Linked DNA regions of Mus musculus: all the other regions are linked to region 3. A link is a contact called in public HiChIP or PLAC-seq data. All regions are on one chromosome and are shown on one strand. Each heading gives the region's core, a stretch centred on a gene start, on an enhancer-like site or on the middle of the called end of the contact. The rest is flanking DNA. Distances are from core to core; before and after follow the strand shown.

Region 1 (3,371 bases), core at 357-2,856, 190 kb after region 3:
GTTCTTGTGGGAGTCTAACAGTGAGAGCGGGAGCTGATTTCTTTTGCTTGCTTTTGGAACCCCTGTCCTCCTACTGGGTTGCCTTGTCCAGCCTTAATATGAGGGCAGTTGCCTAGTCTTACTGCAACTTGATATGGCATGGCTGGTTGATAACATTAGGAGTTCTACCCTTTTCTGAAAGAAAATGGGAGGAGTGGATCTGGGGAGAAGGAGGGCCTAGAAGGAGCGGAGGGAGGGGAAACTGGTCAGAATGTAATGTATGAGAGAAGAGGCAAGGGAGAATAGGAGATGTACCACATCCCACAGAGATTCATGAGGCAACACTCAAGCAGAGAGCATTACTGAGTCATTGACAGAAGAAAAAGGCGAAGATGGGGAAACCCGATCAGGGCAGGTCTTGGGTAGTGTGGGGCTGTCCCCAGTTGACTCCAAGTAGCACTGACAAACTTAGGGCAGGAGGATCCAGAATGGAGAGCAGATAAATGTGGACCACAAAGGGGAAAACTGGGGTGCTCAGCCTGGGATTGGTTGGTTTACGCATGAAAAGTGAGCTGACAGCCACTGCTGGTGAAGTTTGACTTCACTGGGACCAGAGCATCCCACCAGGAGGGGCAAACCCCCAGGGTCAGCGCATCCCTCCATACAGGAGGAAAAGCTGTGGTTGAAACAGTGTCCCTAAGTGGTCAAGTCAGTAGGAAACGACATCTGAGAAATTTTGTGTCTTATTTGTTACTTCTTTTTGTTTGTTTTGTGTTTTGTTGTTATTTTTTAAGCTTCATTTGTTTTTGTTTGTTTGTCTGTTTTTTTTTTTAAGATAGGGTTTCTCTGTAGCCCAGGCTGTCCCAGAGCTCTCTCTGTAGACCAGGCTGTCTTTGAAGGCAGAGATCCTCCTGCCTCTGTCTCCAAGTGCTGGGATCAAAGGCGTGCGCCACCACCGCTGGGTATTCTATTAGAGAATAGCATCTTTCAGTTTCCTGAAGTTTTGTTTTGTTTGCTTGTTGGTGTTTGTCCTTCAGCAAGGTTTTTAAGGTTTTATGATACTGACATTACAGAACTTTTGTTAAATTTGTTTCTGGACACATATCTGTTTCATTGTCAATGTAAATATGTTTTCAACTTCCACTGTATTTTATGTTTAATGTTTGCATATTTTGTGTGTGGATTCTATACCTAATGAATATTTTCTTGAGATGACATTTCCTGTAACTCTAGTTGACCTCGAATTCACTATGCAGCTGATGACCGTGAACTTCTGATCCTACTTCCTTGACCGTCTAAGAGCTGGGGTTACAGCACACATGACTGTGTCCCATTTACTCACTGCTGGGGATGGAACCCAGGGCTTTGTGCGTGTTATGCAAGCTCTCTGCCAACTGATCTACAGCCTCAGTCCTGAGGGACTCTCAGAGACTTCTCCTTTCTCACCCAGAAGCTAGTTCTCGAAAAGCAACGGTCAGTGTACTGGCAAACAGCTGTGCTTCTAGAGGTCTGACACTCAGCACATCCCTTACCTCCGTCCTTCAGAAGCAAAGGATGATGGGAAGCCTCCAGTGAGCGTTTCCTGAGCCTGCAGTGTTTTCTTATTGTTACAGTATAGATTTTAAATGTTCTCCAAGAGCCCATATGCTAAATGTCTGTGGCATTGTTGGGGCGTGGGGCCTAGTTGAAGGAAGTTTGTTCTTGAAGGTGTATTAAACCCCGACCCTTCCCCTATTTTTGCTTCCTAGTCGCCACAAGGCCATCATCTTTGCTCTATTATATATATGCTCCCTAACACAGCATCCTACCTTGCCACAGTCCCCAGTGGGGCCTACCAATACAAACTGAGAAACCATTAGCTGAGATGTTGTTTCTTTTGTTAAGTTGATTTTCTCAGGTATTTTAGTACGGCAGCGAAAAAGCTGACTATCAAATGTCTGCCCCTAAGGTATTAACAACACTGGGAGTGGATTTCTAACATTGCTGATCGGTTACTTTTTCCTGAACTGCCTTCCTTCCAGTCATTGAGGCCAGTGATAACGACAAACACTGAAACAGCTGTAGTTGATTGTTTTACTTTGTTTTGTTTGTTCTTGTTTTTTGTTGTGTGGTCTTAATCTTTAAAAATCTTGGCCAGTTTCATCTGGTAAATTTGCCAGGGTGGTAATTTTACCTCCCTTTCCCATATAGGAAACACAAGTAAAGAAGGCCATTGTAGTGCAGGTCCTCTTGGGAGACCAATGATAATGCATTGACTTAGCCAGGGTCCTCTTGGGAGACCAATGATAATGCATTAACTTAGCCAAGGTCCTCTTGGGAGGCCAGTGACACCACCTGGGGACTTTTGAAAAGGTTGGCTAAACTGTCAGGCAATGGTGGAGGTGGGACCCCAGAGGGAAGGCTCAGATGAAGAGTCCACGTTTCAAGAAGTTAAGGAAAATGGAACCAAGCTTCTCCCAGAGAGTTCTCAGGTCTCTGGGAACAGGGCCACCTTCTCATCCTTGCTGGACTCATTGTGGTGAATAACACAATACCTGGAAGGTGTGGCCTTGGTACAAATAGGTGTGGCAGATCTCACAGTGGCAGCTGGGGCTCTGGTTTCAGCTGTGCATCCTGGAAGGAGTCTCTAGGCTGCCCCCGGCATAGTCTTGAGGTCTCCTTGCATTTAGGGGACAGGTGTGTGTGTGAGTATGTATGTTGTGAGTGTGTGTGAGTGTGTGTAAGTGTGCGAGTATGTGTGTGTGAGTGTGTGTGTGTGTATGTGAGTATGTGTGAGTGTGTGTGTGTGTGTGTGTGTGTGTGTGTGTGTGTGTGTGTGTGTTTGTATGTGTGTGTACAGAATTCATTCTGCAAGACAGGTCTGCCATTTTGGACAGATAGTATCTGGTGGGGAAAGGCTTTGCACATGATGAGCTTGTGCCCAGACTGTTTCTGCTTTGGTAGGTTTCAGCCTCTGGGAGCCTCACTTTCTCTTCTCTCTAGGGAGGGTGATAGAAAAACTGAGCTTTGAGTTGTGTGGTATATGTACTGCTCCCAGAAATGCTTAGCAGCCAGCAGAGCAGCCTCCCACTCCAACCTCTGTTCACATGCTGGCCCCTTGTAACCCTTTGGTGAGCAAAGTCCCCACAACCACCCGGTGACCGTGTCTGACAGTTTGGGGAGGGCACATTTCACTTGGCAGTCTTCCTTCCACACCTCAGCACAGGGCTGAGCTGTACTGTTAGCTCAGTAAAGGCCCATTCATCTGAGGCAAACTGAATTAGCCAGGCAGTCGGCAGCCAGGAAGTCACATGCTGCATTCCCAAACCAAGGAGAAATTAGTTTTAAATTATTTGTTGGTTGCTATTACCCATGCCACAGCTCCCTCCTATTAGGGCACATCAGAGAAAATT
Region 2 (3,348 bases), core at 358-2,857, 220 kb after region 3:
CCAGCTTTCTCTCCTGTGTCCACACACAGCCATGCTACATATCGCTTCTCAAGCCCCCTTATCAGTCTGTTGTGTTTGTTTGTGGTGTGAATCCAGGGGCTTGTACATTTTAGGCAAGCACTTTAACATGGAGCGACATCCCCAGCCTCTGCCTGGCTCTTAGAAGGACACTTGCGATTACATTTAGGAACCCAGATAAGCCAGGATTGTTTCCTCATTTTAAGTGTCTTAGTTACCCACAATGCCCCATTCACACAGAAGATAGCATTTACAACCACCAAAGCTCAGCTCTAGATACCAATAGGAGCCGTTTGGTGGACCACACTTACCTCATGCTTTGTTTAGATGCTATGGGATTTGAAGCAGACAGGAGTGTGGCTACCAGCAGTTCATCAGATCTCAAAAAACCCCAAAGAGACCACCAGGAACCACAACTCTGATGCAAGTACATGAGAGTCTTTATTCAGGCTGTTGAGCCTGGGCCACAAACCTTTCTGATGATGGAGCAAGATAGGAGGGCAGCCCCCAGGTCTAGGGGAAAGGGGTTTACACAGGAAAAAAACACAGGTGGGGGTTTCCAAGCCTCGGTGTTACATGAGAGGGTAAAGGAGCACTGGCCTTTAAGCTAACTGGTTTACAGCACCTGGTTAAATGGCAGGGAGGGAGCACACATCAAAAGGGAGCACCTGGACCTGGGAACGACTTAGGTTTTCTTAGCCCACTCTGGTGTTATCAGCCAGCTGCAGATGCTTGTCTATTTTGCAACTGCCAGGGACATTTCATGCTTTTTCTCAGACCTCAAGGGTGGGGCCCATGCCTCTCTCAGGGCAAGTTAACTTAGAATGGAGTCTTAAAAGCAAAATGGAGTTTATTCTGCTACCTCAGTCTCTTCACCGTGAAGAAAATGAAACTTGATGTCCCTGTGAGGTGTTTTCCTGAACTAGTCACCACATGGGTCACTGGGTTTCAATACTACTGGGCATCCCAGGAAGACAGGGATCTGGGATAGTTACAAGCCAAGTCTTGGGGACCAAGCTTTCTCTTCTCCTGTGACATCAGGAGTAACACTTCCAACACTCTGCTCCCTGGGGTTTCGGTTTTTATAGTGGTGTGACTATAGGCTAATTGCTCTCATGGGGCTAAAAGGATCTAAGCCACAAACACTTGGTCAGGATTGAGGAGGATTGTTGTGAACATTTCAGTGCCGGTCACTACCATTTGTTGCACCCAACCAAAAACTGAAATAACTTTTTGCTTAAAACACTTAGTGAATTAAAGCAAGAAGTTCATATTTCTACCACTTTTTGTTTGCAAACTAGGCCTTAAGGAAAGCTGGTGCTGGGCAGCTAATCAGGCAAGAAGGCTCTCCTTCCCTAGTGACGGGCTTCCCCTGATGTCTTAAAAATATACCCTGGCACTTGTCCATGTGTGAGCCCCAGGCATTTCCCGATTCACATCCATGCTCATCTCCCCATGGCAACCAATGAAAACATGGGGGGAGCTGCTTGTTTGAGAGCTGGGAACAGCTGAAGGAAGCTGGTGGCTGGTGTGGTCTTTCAGTCAACTGCTGGGATAAGGACTGAAAAGAGGAAAGAGCATGAATGAACCGCGCAAGCCCCTCCCTTTCCGGCCTCCCCCTTCTGCCTCCCCGTTTGGACTTCCCTGCACCCTCCTCTGCTCATCCCTCAGCTGTCTTCTTTTGAAGAGTTTGGGAACCCCCCCCCCCATCAGCTGTCTTCTTGCTTCAGGGACTTCCCTCTGGGACTCGTGCTCCTGGGAGGCCTGCCCAACTTCAGGCAGAGGGTAAAACTCAGAGATAGGTGACCACAGCCATCCTACTTACAGAAACCTGCGTACTCAACTGGAGCACCCCTGTTGGGTCTACCCTAGTTCAGACCAGCGGTGAACGTGTGCCTTATGTGAAGAGCCTGCAGGGTTTCACTGTCGGGAGAGGTCAAAGCTGGTTGGTGTACCACTTTGTGTCCATACAGGGCCAATCTTCCACCAGCATCTTTATTAGGGTAGATCTCATGGCGGTCCCTAGAAGCTTCCAGATGCCCCATGATCAGACAGAAACCAAAGTCTCAACATGGAGAGCTAATGTTTGGAGGGGTAAAGACTCCGGGATCTGGAAGGCAGCAGGGCCTTGTGAGAACCATATTGGGTTGGCTGACATACTCCCTCACTAGTGGGATTTCTGTGGGAAGCAGCAGTAAACTGCCTGAGTTGGCTCAAGGAGAGAGTCAGGCCCAGTGGATGAAGTAATGGACAGTTCTCAGAGGAGGCAAGAATGGCCAATGAATATATGGAAAAATGTTCCACATCCTTAGCCATCAGGGACAAGCTAATCAAAGCTGCGCTGATTCTTTCATCCTAGTCAGAATGGCTGTCCTGGGATAACAAGCTGGGCATGGTGACCTGCCCCTGTGATCCAGCACCAGGGAGGCTGAGGCAGGAGGACTGCAATGAATTGGAGGCCAACCTGGGCTACAGACTGAGACCTTACCTCAAAGAACTGAAAAGGAAAAGGAAGCAAATGCTGCCACGGGTCGGGCGGGGGGGGGGGGGGGTGGAATCCTACATACAGGTGGCAGCAAAGCAAAACTCATGAAGCTTTGGACAGTGTGGAGAGCTTCAGCAAACAGGAGAGAGCCACTGTGCGGCCCGGCTGCACCACTCCTGAGCCCACCCAGAAGGACTCCGTGTCAGCGCTCTTCAGAGATGCCAGCACACCCGTGTTTATTATAGCCCTAGTCACAGAGGCCAAGATATGGAAGCTGGCTAGATGTCCATCTACAGATGCAAGGATAAGGAAAAGGTGGCGGGTAAACACAGTGGGGTGTTTCCTCAGCTGCAAAGAACAAAATTACACCATTTTCAGGAAACCGCAACTGGAGATCATCGTGTGAAGCAAAATAAACTAGATTTAGACAAATATCATGTTTCTCTCATAAAAGGACTCTAGACACTATTTATAAATGCAGAGATATATCTATTTATAATTATGTGTATAATTATTAAAACATTTATTGTACACATATGTCTATATATATGAAATAGGAAGGAACCTATATGGAGGGAGGAAATACCTAATGGAGGGAAAAATAAGACAGGGTAGCAAGGAAGAAAGACAGAAGATAATCTCTCATATGCTGAGTCTCTATTTATGTGCAGTGTGGTTGTGTGCAGGTTCTCATAGCTGCAGCGAGCTTAGGAGTGCAGCAGCCATGTCAACTCCACAGCACCCCCAGCCACCAACTCTTCCATGGTTTCCCTGATATTTGTGCGGGTGTGCAAATGGCCCGATTATGGCTGACAGTCACTTACTCTCAGCACTTTGGCCAGTTT
Region 3 (3,521 bases), core at 861-3,360:
TCAGTAGTGATATTTGACAGGTAGAACAACAAGAAATAGAAAGATCACCCAATTAGATGGCATATGATATAGGCAAGTATATTGGTAACATTTGCAGACCAAAGGGAAGGACTAAAAGAATGCTGTCTTTGCCCATCTTTCCTCTCAACACACAAGCAGGTATTCTGGAGATAACACTGAATGGGAAAGAAGCAATAGCCAACAATAGAGAAGACCTTGAGAAGCATGAGCTTAGGAAAACAGTGAGTTTTCTGTTTTAACATCAGAAGGTAAAAATGCCCTTTTTAGGGTAGTACAGATTGAAGAGTTATGCATAAGAACTTATTCAGAATCTGAATGAACACTTTGAAAAAATCTGCCTTTATTAGAATATAAACAAAAAAATTTTAATAAGGTTAAACAGCAAGTAGAGTCTTTTAGAAAATACCTAATATGCCAAAAGTAAAGGAAATGAAAGGGAAAACTGTTCTAATACACACATACTACTACTATATTTGAAAAGTAAATTTATTTCTTCATGTCTTAAGAAGTAGGTTGAAAGTAAGCCAAGCTACTTGAAGCCAGTTTGAATTAGAGGGTCTTTTATTTCCTTAATATAGTGTTACTCTCAAATCTCACTTTTGTTACTAGCTTTTGTTGTTGTTGTGTTTTGTTCTGCTGTCTTGCTGTGTAGCCCAGGCTGGCCTTGTTCATTTTCTTCCTGCTTCTGCCTCTTGAGTGGGATAATAGACATGTACCATAATACCCAGCTGAGTTGAGGTTATTCTAAACAGGCTAAATTCTGCCTGCTAAAAACAACTAAACACTGAAGAGATGGCTCATTGAGTCAGAGACTTAGCACGCTTACAGCAGAGCTGGGTTAAGTGCCAATCATCCACATGACAGCTCACAGCTGCCCGTGACTCCATTTCCAGGGGACCCCATGTCCTTTTTCTGGCTTCCATGAGCAACAGGCACTCACATGGTATACACATACATGCAAGTCTCACACATAAACATTAAATTCTTTAAAAAGGCTAAAGAAGGATTATTTACAATTCATGCTGTTTTCTGTGATTTGAAAATACCTGGGTAAATGTAGTATCACGTTACTGTACTGCAAAAGTTGAGAAGAACAGTTTGCAATTCAAAAACAAGTTGCTATGGTTACCCGGTGTTTGCTTTTTAAAGCAATAATTACACAAAATACCCAAAGAATTTCCTTTAGTACAGAAAGGTCGTAGCTTATGTGTATGCTAGTTATTCCACACACAAATTGAAACTGTATATATCACTTCCGTCCTAAAGTATCATTTGGAAAATACTAAAGAAAATGATTCATGTCTTTTTGAGCTGTAACAGGGTGGAGACATACTGAACACTATTTTAAAATTCAAGTAATGACTCAGATAGTTTAGGACATTTTTCTTATTCTTTAGTTCCTTTTATCAAATAATGCTGTAGTTCTACATAACAAATTTATGGTTAAAAGAACGAAAGTATTTTTCTGGTGTGTTTGTGATGTGAAGTCTTTTTAATACATTTTTATGGCTTTAATAACCTTATAAAAAGCCATGCTTATAACTGTTAATTCCATTAATTATAGCTTGTTTCAAACTTCTTAAAAACAAAGAAGATATCTTATTAGAGTCTATGACAAGTTCATTCTTAGCCAACAATCATTCTGGAATTTTTATTGTTTTCTTGACATATTCCTAATATCCAGCATCACAGGCATACCTAAACGCTTTTAAGACAATATAAGGTTAATTGTTATATTTTAATGGCCCTTTTATTTATAATAGGATATTATTTGTTCTTTAATATTAGGGCTATTTTAAACTGAAAATACTTTATATTTAAAGTAGAAGCTGGATTAAATAGTAAAGGGTCTTATCACAGTAGCAGTAATTGAAATACTATGCTGTAAAAGGTTGAGTGCTTTAGTTACTGCTGTGACCATAGGAAGTGGCTCACTTTCTCCTTTCTGCTTTTCTCTCAGTCAGACTTAGTATGGACTCTAGGATAACTCCAGCCATAAGATACTCAGCACATTTCACAACATCATTATCAAATATGCTGTTGTCCAGTAGGAGGGGACATTTCCCTCTATCTCTCCCTTTTTAGGTTAAAAAAAGAGAGACTTTCCTAGAAACACTACAGATGACTTTCCTTTGCATGTGACAGAGCAAGCTGGCTCAGAGCATGTCATTTCCCAAATGAGTCACTTACTAGGTAGAATAGAATTACCATGATCACCTTACACTATTCAAGATTTCTCCAAGTCATGTGGAATATAGAAATGGCATCCAAACAAAACTAAAGGTAGTCTGTAAGAAGGAAGGGTCAGTGGTGGTTAGCTAAGTAGGCAACAAGTAGCAAGCCACATATTACATAGAAAAGTCAAGCCTTGTCATTTTCTTCCAGGGTTAATTTTCCCACCAATTTAAATGATTCACAACACACCGATAATGGAGGGTTCTAGAGTTTTGTTTTTGTTTTTTGTTTTTTTCTTTTTTTAAAGCAGGAGAAAACAGATTGAAACAAAGCATTGTATAAATGTCACAAGAAAAACGTCAAGTATATGAAAACAATATATTTACAAATAGGAAATAGGAAAATTACTCTTTAATTTTTTTGGTCACATGCAATGACAATTTCATTTTCAAATGTTTCCTGTTAACCTACCCTATGAAAACCATCCTCCTTTCTGCACCCTCGTGATCATAATTCATCAGTTAATACCCCTTTCACCTGTTGAACGGGGCCCCTGAGCTCATTCTGTAGCTTGGCTGCTGCTATCACTGGACTGTGATAGTGATAGATATGTAGTGTCTCTGTTATATGCTGACTTTGACTTCTTTGGGTATATACTGCTGAGTGATGTAGACGGGTCATACAGTTCTATTTTTAATTTCCTGAGGAACCTCTCTGTTGATTTCCATAGTGGCTGGATTAATTTACATTACCATACATACGCAGTATATAAGGGTGCCGTGTCCTAACATTCCTAGCATTTGTTGTGTTTGTAGGTTATTGCTTTGGTTTTGGACAAGGTGTAGCTCTACTCCAGGCTGATTCCCTCCTCTATCCCCTGGATCCACTTGGTTTCTGTTTCTCATTAGAAAAGAAAAGTCTTCTAAGAGATAACAACTAAACATGACAAAATAAAATAAAACATGATGAAGCAAAAACCAACCATATCAGAGTTGGACACAGCAACCCATCAGGAAGAAGAGCCCCAAGGGTGGGCACGAGAGTCAGAGTTCTCATAAGCAGGAGTCCCATGAAAATACTAAGCCAATAGCTACAATTTACGCACAGAGGACCTGGTGCAGACCCTTGCAGGCCCTGTGCTTGCTGCTTCAGTTCAGTCTCTGTGAGCTCGTATGTGCCTGGTTGGTTCAGGGCGCCTTGTTCTCCTGGTGTCCTCCATCCCCTCTGACTTTTATAATCTTTCTGCTTCCTCTTCCGAAGAATTCTCTGAGCTCTGAGTTTCAGAAGGATTTGGTACAGACCTTCCATTTAGACTCCGCGTAATG

The links. HiChIP or PLAC-seq counts read pairs in DNA pulled down with a chosen protein or histone mark.
Region 1: an H3K4me3 HiChIP or PLAC-seq map of bone marrow-derived macrophages shows a contact between it and region 3, with 3 times the contacts expected there. The contact joins two enhancer-like sites. A contact is called at or near these places in 6 of 39 promoter capture datasets (the 3T3-L1 cell line, the HPC-7 cell line, embryonic stem cells and 3 more), 1 of 15 datasets of contacts at CTCF or cohesin (pro-B cells), 6 of 484 Hi-C or Micro-C datasets (the G1E-ER4 cell line, the HL-1 cell line, bone marrow-derived macrophages and 2 more), 4 of 115 datasets of contacts at active chromatin or transcription factors (the 230-238 cell line, bone marrow-derived dendritic cells, bone marrow-derived macrophages and 1 more) and 3 of 9 other capture datasets (adipose tissue, embryonic stem cells and liver).
Region 2: a contact with region 3 is called in an H3K4me3 HiChIP or PLAC-seq map of bone marrow-derived macrophages, with 3 times the contacts expected there. The contact joins two enhancer-like sites. A contact is called at or near these places in 1 of 39 promoter capture datasets (macrophages), 2 of 484 Hi-C or Micro-C datasets (the G1E-ER4 cell line and the HPC-7 cell line), 3 of 115 datasets of contacts at active chromatin or transcription factors (the SCID.adh cell line, bone marrow-derived macrophages and thymic regulatory T cells) and 1 of 9 other capture datasets (adipose tissue).

Annotation. Positions count from the first base shown.
Region 1 is chr14:31,594,661-31,598,031 of GRCm38.p6, reverse strand. No RefSeq gene overlaps it. Among named protein-coding and RNA genes, the nearest start is that of Colq, 19 kb to the right of the region's middle. Within about 2 kb of position 1,606, at least 42 of the 459 cell types and tissues checked have an H3K27ac peak or open chromatin away from gene starts, as enhancers often do. A contact at or near this core is called in bone marrow-derived macrophages, pre-B cells and pro-B cells, where this site is marked.
Region 2 is chr14:31,567,605-31,570,952 of GRCm38.p6, reverse strand. The region is part of intron 1 of Colq (collagen-like tail subunit (single strand of homotrimer) of asymmetric acetylcholinesterase); the gene reads left to right. Among named protein-coding and RNA genes, the nearest start is that of Colq, 8.1 kb to the left of the region's middle. Within about 2 kb of position 1,607, at least 81 of the 459 cell types and tissues checked have an H3K27ac peak or open chromatin away from gene starts, as enhancers often do. A contact at or near this core is called in bone marrow-derived macrophages, where this site is marked.
Region 3 is chr14:31,784,455-31,787,975 of GRCm38.p6, reverse strand. The region is part of intron 1 of Ankrd28 (ankyrin repeat domain 28); the gene reads left to right. Among named protein-coding and RNA genes, the nearest start is that of Ankrd28, 44 kb to the left of the region's middle. Within about 2 kb of position 2,110, at least 45 of the 459 cell types and tissues checked have an H3K27ac peak or open chromatin away from gene starts, as enhancers often do. A contact at or near this core is called in bone marrow-derived macrophages, pre-B cells and pro-B cells, where this site is marked.